Regions from separate parts of the Pan troglodytes genome. Here region 1 is linked to region 2. Evidence: chromatin contacts called from public Hi-C data. All regions are on one chromosome and are shown on one strand. The core of a region is the stretch at or near the end of the contact, and the rest is flanking DNA. Distances in the headings are between cores, read along the strand shown. Region 1 overlaps RBFOX2 (RNA binding fox-1 homolog 2). Region 2 has its middle 29 kb from the start of HMOX1.

Region 1 (4,537 bases), core at 947-3,446, 570 kb after region 2:
CTTGGAGAGTATATCACCTCCTTTGGGAAGGAAATTTTAATGAGGGAACTTTGATTCTTCTAGCCATCCCTTGTTTCCAAATGCCTTCCTGCTCCTTCCTATCAATGATTCACTTTGCTATTCCCATCCTCTGCTCACTGCACTATCTAGCTCAGGTTTACACCTTTCCTACGAAAACGACTGGGCTATTAGTTTTGTTTTGTTCTTCAAGTCCACCTCCACTCTAGTGGACTTTAGTGTCCTTTCTTACACACCTAGTCTCCTTCTGTCCCAGCTCACATAGTAAAACAATACATATACACAGAATAGTGGCTAAACACCTGCCACACCATGAAAAAAAGAATGAGGATAAACGACCGCACAAAAGCACAGGTTTGGGAGTTTTAACTAATTTGGTTCCAATCAAAGCATTTGGCCAAGTTACTTTAAATGTCACTGTCAGTTTCCACTGCTGTAAAATGGGGAAAACTAATGTATCTAATTGCATGTGGTTATTATAAAAATTAAATGATTAATATGATGCCTGGTCATGAAGGTCCTCAATAAATAATAACTGCTATTTATGGAAGTCTTATGCCCAGTTTTTCTCATGCTGTCATTCGGCAGCTCAGCCTCTATGTCAAAAAGCCAACAATAAAAGCAGGCTGTTGGCGCCATCAAATTGTTCACCATCAGTATTCCTATTTGTTCTAACCCATCTAACTCACAGATCCCAGTCTATTCCTGATACTTTGGCTTTTTTACTTCAATTTGTTTTCTTATTTCTGGGCTCACTTTAACCTCAAACATGTTTAGTATTGCCTTTCCAGTTCCATGTCCCCTTCTCAACCAAAATCTGCTTACTGCCTTAATTTTATACTTTAAGCCACTCTGGACAAATTGTTTACCCACAGTACCAAAGCACTCAGTATCCTATTCTTCCTAAAAGCATATCATGAAATCAAAACAAGACGGACTTTAGAAAGAATTATGATAAAAAAGCTTACAACCTTACAAGGTACTACTTGGCAGCCATGAAATGATGCAGCAGACATAGCTAATGGCATGAAACGATGTTTATAATACAGTAGGGCTGAGCTGGAGGCATTTTACAAAAGTTTACAGAATATGATTGACATCTGGTAAGGAATTTTAAAATGTGTATATATGCAAACAGAGTTACGCTGAAACAAGATAATCAACAACAAAACGTTAAGATAAAGTTAAATATATTAAGGCAGATTTTATTCTATTCTTTTGATCTGCTGTATATTCTAAATTTTCTTCAATGAATGCAAATTACTTTTGTTTTAAAAAAATATTTTAAGGACTTTTAAAAAAGAATTAATTTAAAGATTGCAATGCCTCTTAGCATTTTCTTACCAGCCACTATAGTATGGCTCAGGAGTCAGAAAAACCAGGGTTCAAATCCCTATTCTACCACTTATTATATGTACGACTTTGGCACATCACTTAATGCTTTTAAGGCTTGCTGTTCTCATGTGGAAAATGAAGAGGAAACTCCTAGCCAAGTACTTGGCACATAGTCTTCCATAAATACCAGTGCCCTTAACTCTTCCACTCCTTTACCCTATGACAGTGGTTCTCAAGTTGAGTGTGTATAAGAATTACCAAAGCATGTTAAAACAGATTACTGGACCCCATCCTCAGAGTTTCTGATTCAGTAAGTCTGGGGAAGAGGCAGAGACCATGAATAAAGGTAAGTTCCCAGGTGATGCTGATGCGGCTGGATTTGAAGCCACACTTTGAGGATACTGCTCTAGGCAATAAGACTTACAAAGTCTTCTTACAACATGTTATACAGGTATGAAGTGCTCTTTCACATCAAAAGTATTTCAGGAATACATGCTCACTGGATACTGAATTAAATTAGAAGCTAATACTGCACATCCACCCAAAAGGCCAACCTTACAACATGGGATAATTCACCCCAGCACATTGAGGGAATTGGTCTTCCACTTAAAGCAGTCAGCAAATAACAATTATTAACACTGCATTTAGAATATTCTGGTTCCAGCATGGGAGAAAACATGAGAATGCAGACACAGATCAGACAAATGAAGAGATGGACAAGAGAATCCACTGCAAGAAGTTCTGTGCCTGTCTGGTAAATTCATCTGGGGCAGAGGGGCAGATTCTGTTGTGTCACAGAACACTTGCTTTGCTCTGGGTGCCCTCTGTTGACAAAAACTGACATAGCCACTTCCTTCCCTCCCTTTTCTCCTCCCACCCTAGGGCCAAGAGTCCCTCTAGTGTGACTCAGACTTGAGGCAAGGTTTCCAGTTAGAAAATTTTCCTAAGCCCATATGTAGGCAAGACAGACCTTTCCTTCCTCCAGCTTTCCTAAGTCCCCTTCTCTGTGTGCTTGTATCTGCAGCTTATCTCCAAACAGGTTAATTGTTTCAGGACCATGGAACAAAAAGTGAACAGCATTTAGCATAATGATATGTGAAATTTAAATCACAATTGCATTTCATTTTAGAAATGGCTAGTATTCACACAGAGGGAATAAACTGAGTTTGTAAATAGTGTCAAATACAATGTGAAACTCTGTTGGTATTAAGAATACTGATAAGGCCGGGCATGGTGGCTCATGCCTGTAATCCCAGCACTTTGGGAGGCCATCGTGGGCAGATCACGAGGTCAGGAGTTCGAGGCCAGCCTGACCAACATGGTGAAACCCCATCTCTACTAAAAATACAAAAATCAGCCGGGCATGGTGGCTAATTTTCCAGCTAGTCAGAAGGCTGAGGCAGAAGAATTGCTTGAACCTGGGAGGCAGAGGTTGCAGTCAGCCAAGATTGCGCCACTGCACTCCAGACTGGGTGACAGAGCTAGACTCCATTTAAAAAAAAAAAAAAAAAAAAACTAGACATGTCTAAATCAGGACTTTGGTCTATGGGCTACTTGTTTTTGTAGAACCCACACACAGACTACCAGCTAAGATAGCTTTTACATCTTGTAATGACTGAAAGAAAAAATCAAAAGAAAAACGACATTTCATGACATATAAAAATTATATGAAATTAAAATTTCAGTACCCACAAATAAAGTTTTACTAGAATAGAGCCACAATCTTTTGTTTACTATAATCTAAGCCTGCTTCCCTGCTACCGTGCCAGAGTTCCTGAGTAGCTCTAACAGAGACCATATGGCCCAGATGCTCTCAGATGCTTTACAGAAAGTTTGCCCCCTCCTGTTTTAAACTATTGATAAATGTGACACCTGAACCTTCAGTCAGGTATGAAGTGCTGGGTTTGAAGTCCTATGGCTCTGTCTTAGCAATGACTTCCCCCAACATTTAGTGTGAGTCCTGCACGTGGTGAGGGGTCAGCCTACACTGCCTAACACACTCCCCTTGCATCCACAGAAGCTGAAGGTACTGTGCTAGATTTCTGGCATGTTTTTTGGCTAATACTTATCAGCAATCCTATAAAAGCATCCCATCTTACAAATGAGGAAGTAAGCCTAAGGGAAGTTAAGTATCAGTCCAAACTGGAATTTGAACTCAGGTCTGTCTGACACCAGAGTTCTTTGATCATTCCTCACTGGTTTTCAAACTGTCTTCCAGTCAGCAGAGCCTTATGGGGGAAAGGGCTCCAGGCCTTTCATATCTTTTTTTTCTTTTTTCTTTTTCCTTTTATTTCCCCAACTTCTTACACTTCCATATTGTTTTAGAGATAGGGTCTTTTGTCGCCCAGGCTGGAGTGCACTGGCACAGTCAGCTCACTGAAGCCTCGAACTCCTAGGTTCAGGCCATCCTCTTGCCTCAGCCTCTAGAGTAGCTGAGACTACAGGTGCACACCACCACATCTGGCTAACTTCCAAATCTTTTCTAGGAGGACCATTCCATTTGCCTTTTAAATAAATTGTGGCCAAGGAATTGGTTTTTTTTAAAAAGCCAATTTTATGCCACTTATTACCACCCTTGGCAAATCTCTCAGGAAACTGCAAATCTTGATTTCCTCATCTGCCAATGGAGATTAAAACCCTTCCCCCCAACCCAAATAATAAAGACTCACTGGGGTCTTACCAAAGATCAAATGAGAATGGGTATGAAAGCAATACCCATTACAGGTATTACAGCAATACCTGTAAACTATACAGGACTATAGATATATAACACATAACTATCACCCCTTAGTAAATAGGGAAGCAAGTGGGGAACATAATGTTTGCTGCTGAGCAAAGAAAAATTAAGCATGCAAGTAAAATGCAAAAAAAAAAAATTCAAGTAAAAGTAAATAAATGCCCAGTGCAAATATCAACCCTGGAATTTAACACATTTATTTTAAAACCCAGATTCACTCATTAACAACTACATAGCCTTGGACAATGACTTAATCCCTTTGAGCCTTGGTTTCCTCACCTGCAAATGGGATTTAAAAACTACTTGCTTTATACAGTGCCTGCACATAGTCAGTATTCCACCTGTTAGCCCTCTTTTCATTAGGACACCCCCCGTCCCATGCCGAGACATGTGTTACTCTGAAATTAAGATAATGTATGGGGTCCCTGTACCAATAATAAAATACCA
Region 2 (4,718 bases), core at 47-2,546:
ATTGTTTCACGCTGTGAAAAGAAGAAGATGGGACGGGACGCCCAGGGCCAGGAGGCTCTCTGTGAGGACGGCCTAAGGCTGCCGAGGTAAGATGGGGCGGGCTGGGCCATGGAGGGCCTTGAATGCCAGGCAGGAGGTGGCCCCTGCAGAGGTCTCGGCTTGGCTGGCTGGAACAGTTCCGGGCTGCCTGAAGGCCTCCTTCAGAGAGAAGGCTGCTGGGGCTGCGTGGGGGCTGGGGGGGGGGCGCTGGCGGGAATTCATCAGCGCAGTCAGGCTGGGTTCCCTGGCAGCAGGCTCTGTCTGAGGCCGCAGGCCTGGGTGGGATCACTTTACAGCTGCAGGAAGTCTTGGCCCCAAGAAAACGAGGGCCAGCTGTCTGGTGGGAGCCTTGGGTAGGAGCAGGGCCTCCACCTGGTACCACAGGGCAGGATTAATGAGGTGCCGCAGCTCCCGCTGGGCCCAGCTACATCGGAAGGCGCTGGGCCGGAGGCATGAAGGGGAGGGGTTGAGTGGAGCTGGGAGGGGCTGGTGGGCAGGGGAAAGGGCGCCTGGGGGGCAGCCTCAGGCCTGCCTTTGAGGAAGCCTTTTGCAGAGCCTCCACCGAGCCCTCTCCCTCCTGGCTCCCCTGGGCCACCACGATCCCACCCTGGGCCTGGACACCGACCCCTCCACCTCCTGCCCTAGTGTCAGTACCCACCTCCCAGACCGGCCACTTCTGGGCTGTGTGACCTTAGGCAAATTACTTAACCTTTCTGTGCTTCTGTTTTCTCACTGGTAAAATGGGCAAATAACACTCATAGGGTTGTTAGGGTTGACTGAGCCAACAAGTAACTCAGCACCTGCCATGTAGACAATGCTCTGTACATATTGTTATTGTCACGGATGGTTCCCCGCTCCCTTCCAGAATGGCCTCTGCTCCAGACACCTGGCTCAGAGCCCTGTCCCTCAGACTCCTCAGTAATTCTAGGGACCCCTGCTCTGCCTCTGGTATTGCCTTCCCAGCTCCAGAATAACGTCTGTCCCTACTCCCCACTGGGGGAGAACCAAAGGACTGTGTCTGTCTTTCCTCCTGGTCTGGGCTGCTAACCCTAAGAGGGTCAGGGCTGTCTTGATCCCGGCAACGCGGCAGGGTCCCCCTGGCGTTCCTGGACTGGGCTCTGCGGGCTCTCGGTAGGCGCTTTAGGAAGCCTTTGCCCGCTGCAAGGTGGCTGGAGGTAGGCCCAGTTCTGAGCACGGTCTATGGCCCCTGCTCAGGGTCAGTGTTTCAAGGCGACCACGAGATGGCAGTAGCACTGCATGTACAGGGCTTGCCGGGGCACTAGGGTGGAGTCCACCGCGGCCAAGTCAGCCCCTCCCGGGTACAGACACCGGGAGAAAGGGGCGGGTGCTGCCGGCTCCTGCCCGCTCCTGCCCCGCGCGAGCTCACAGGCGCGCGCGTGCACACACACACGCACACACGCCCTCTGACTGGTGGGGCTGAGTAACAATGGTGATGGGGCTGGGAGCTGGAGTCCGAGGGTCTGGCTTCACCGCCGGGCTCTGCTGTGGGACTGCACAAGGGATTTCATCTCTGGAAGCCTCAGATCTTCTTACACGTCCCGATTCACAGGGTTGTGGGGAGGATTTGGTGAGACAAGCTGGGAGCTCAGCTACGGGAGCTTTGGGTGGGCAAAAGCGAGCCCGGTCCCCTCCCTCTCTTTACAGAGCCCCGGTGTGCCGTTGCTGGGGCCCCTGCTCCCGCGCCTTCTCAGCCGACACGCTCAGATCCGTGTGCGTTGCCGTTTCTGACTGCACGTGTAGACAAATCATGAGCTCGCCCAGTAACTCCAGCTCTACCACAGATTCCTTCTCTTTCCCGCCCTTCCCCATGTGTAATTCCCTTCTCCAGCAGTGAGAAACCTGCTTCCCGCCGTCCTTCATTCCTTCTCTCCCTCCATCCCCGCAGAAACCAATCTCTGCCACCACTGCCCCGTCCTGCCCAGTGCCTCCCACCCTCTCCCCGTGGACCGCCACCACCCTGCCCCACAGACAGGCCCCTAGACACAGAAATCTTCTTTCTCACAGTTCTAGAGGCTGAAGTTCAACATCAAGGACGTGGACTCCATCTGTTCAGTTGGTTCCTTCCGGCCCCTCCGTGGCTGTATATGGTCATCTTCTCCCTGGGGCCTCACATCATATCCCCTCTGCATATCTCTATGTTCAAAAGTCCCATTTTTATAAGGACACCATTCATCAAGGATTAGAGTCCACCTAATGATCTATTGTACCTATTGTACCTTAATCACTTTTTTTTTTTTTTTTTTTGAGACAGAGTTTCACTCTTGTTGCCCAGGCTGGAGTGCAATGGCGCGATCTCGGCTTACTGCAACCTCCGCCTCCCAGTTCAAGCGATTATCCTGCCTCAGCCTCCTGAGTAGCTGAGATTACAGGCATGCGCCATCACACCTGGCTAATTTTGTATTTTTAGTAGAGACGGGTTTTCTCCATGTTGGCCAGGCTTGTCTCGAACTCCCAACCTCGGGTGATTCACCCGCCTCAGCCTCCCAAAGTGCTGGGATTACAGGTGTGAGCCACAGTGCCTGGCACTTCTTTAAAGGTCCTACCTCCAAATACAATCGCATTCTGATATACTAGGGATTAGAGATTCAACATATGAATTCAAAGGGACGAAGCAGCCCTGTATTGCCCTCTGCTGCCCTCTAGGCCCTGAGTCCATTCTCCCAGACACGCTGCTCTTTCGCAGGTGGCCACAGTGTCTTCAGAGGGGCTGCCACATGAAACACCCGCCTCCACTCCCTGCCCCCTGCCCCCTGCCCTAGTGGGAGTTTGAGGGTGGCTAGATTCATCCTAGGGCAGCCTAGCCTTAGGTCCGAGGATTAGCCATGGGACCAGGAGCGAGCAGGGGTGCCGGCAGCGTGGAGGGAGATACAGGTGCTGGGAGCTGGGCTGGGGCTGCTCTCCTGGTCCCCATGTCCGCTTGTTTTTTCAGAGCAGACCCAAGCGGGTAAGCTGGCAGGTTTCACTTCCACCCACCCTGGTACAGGGCGAGACTGGAGGAAGCAGCTTCGCCGGGCCGAATCCTCACCCCTTGCCTCTGACTCAGGACTCCTGTGACGTCTTCCTGCCCCTGCTGCAGGCTGGCCCTGCACCCTCTGTGCACCGTGGACCAGGCTGGCCAGCAGAGGGAAGGAACCCAAGCTGACCAGGGCCCCAGATCCCCAGTGGGTCAGAGTCAGGTTGGCAGGGCACTTGGACCTCTTGAGGCGGGTGAGAAATGTACAGACAGGGAAGTGGAGGCCCAGGGAGGGGAGGGGCCTGCCCTGACCAGTGTACTGCCTCCCTACCTGGTGCAGGGGCCCAGGAGGCTCTGTGTGCCAGCCCGGCCTGCCCGGGGAGGAAGCAGCCCCCACCCACGCACAAGCACAGGGAAGTCAGTGCAGGGTGGAGGGTGGGGACTCCTGGGGCCCCCTGTGTCAGGCCCAAGCACGGCCCAGGAGTCAGCCAACCCAGCTTCCAGTGGTGCACAGACACTGACTTCCTGTTTGATTTGGAGCAAGCCTTTTCCTCTCTCTGGGCCTCAGTTTCCCCATCTGTTAATCGGCTTGATTTAAGAGAGCGTAAGGCCCCTTTGCACTCTGCTTTTCTGCCCTATCAACCCCCAAATTCCATAATCCTCCTTCCAAAAAGGAAAGAAATACGAGGAAAGAAACTCAAATATCTACAAGAGAGGGAAGCAGGACCCCGGGTTTATCTCCCCTCCAGGACCAGCAGGGATAGGGAAACACCTGCCCAAGCTTCAGTGGGACCAATGGGTGAAGGCGGCCGCCCACACACCCTGCTGAATGCCCGCACAGGAAGCTGACCGCCTAGGGGCAGGAGGGAAGCGAAACCCAAGCCGGGGACATCCTTGCACCTGCCCTGGGGTACCCCTAGGAAAGGGAAAAGCAAGTGGGTGAACTGAGGAATGGGGGTGCTGCCCATGCTCCCCACAGGACCCTGCCCTCACTGGAGCCCTTGGAAGCTCTGTTAAAAATGAATCTTCAGCCAGGCGCAGTGGCTCACGCCTGTAATCCCAGCACTTTGGGAGGCCGAGGTGGGTGGATCACCCGAGGTCAGGAGTTCAAGACCAGCCTGGCTAACATGGCGAAACCCCGTCTCTACTAAAAATGCAAAAATTAGCCAGGCGTGGTTGTGGGTGCCTGTAATCCCAGCCACCAGGGAGGCTGAGGCAGAAGAATCGCTTGAACCCGGGAGGCGGAGGCTGCAGTGAGCCGAAATCGCGCCACTGTACTCCAGCCTGGGCAACAAGAGTGAGACTCCATCTCAAAAAATACATAAATTTAAAAAAAAAAAAAAAAAGAATCTTCATTTTACAAAGGAGGGGGTGAGGTCAGAAAAGTCAACTAGCTAATCCAAAGCCACACAGCCAGCAAGTGGAAACATTGAGTCCTCTTTTCTGGGGAGAAAAAGTCCCTGGGGGATCAGGATGAGGTGCACTCTATTCTGGGCCTGGGGCTGCGCCTAGGGCTGCCTTGGGGCTAGAAAAGTCACTGTGTACATTATCTGTATGAGTGGCCCTGAGCCCTGCAAGCCACTTAGGCTGCAGAGGCCACTGGACCCCTGCAGGGAGAAGGCTGGCTGCTGAGGTGGGGCCCTCCCTCAGGATCCCTTCTCAGGCCCAGACCAGTGCAGAGACTTGCCCAAGGCCACACAGCAAA

Evidence for each region. A called contact is a pair of places that touch in the nucleus more often than the background predicts.
Region 1: a Hi-C map of stem cell-derived neural progenitor cells shows a contact between it and region 2, with 4 times the contacts expected there. The contact joins two enhancer-like sites. A contact is called at or near these places in 1 of 7 Hi-C or Micro-C datasets (stem cell-derived neural progenitor cells) and 1 of 1 datasets of contacts at active chromatin or transcription factors (stem cell-derived excitatory neurons).

The regions. Positions count from the first base shown.
Region 1 is chr23:38,018,530-38,023,066 of NHGRI_mPanTro3-v2.0_pri, forward strand. All of the region lies in intron 2 of RBFOX2 (RNA binding fox-1 homolog 2), which reads right to left. It also overlaps the pseudogene LOC129138400. Among named protein-coding and RNA genes, the nearest start is that of RBFOX2, 110 kb to the right of the region's middle. Within about 2 kb of position 2,197, at least 2 of the 24 cell types and tissues checked have an H3K27ac peak or open chromatin away from gene starts, as enhancers often do. A contact at or near this core is called in stem cell-derived neural progenitor cells, where this site is marked.
Region 2 is chr23:37,452,110-37,456,827 of NHGRI_mPanTro3-v2.0_pri, forward strand. No RefSeq gene overlaps it. Among named protein-coding and RNA genes, the nearest start is that of HMOX1, 29 kb to the right of the region's middle. Within about 2 kb of position 1,297, at least 12 of the 24 cell types and tissues checked have an H3K27ac peak or open chromatin away from gene starts, as enhancers often do. A contact at or near this core is called in stem cell-derived neural progenitor cells, where this site is marked.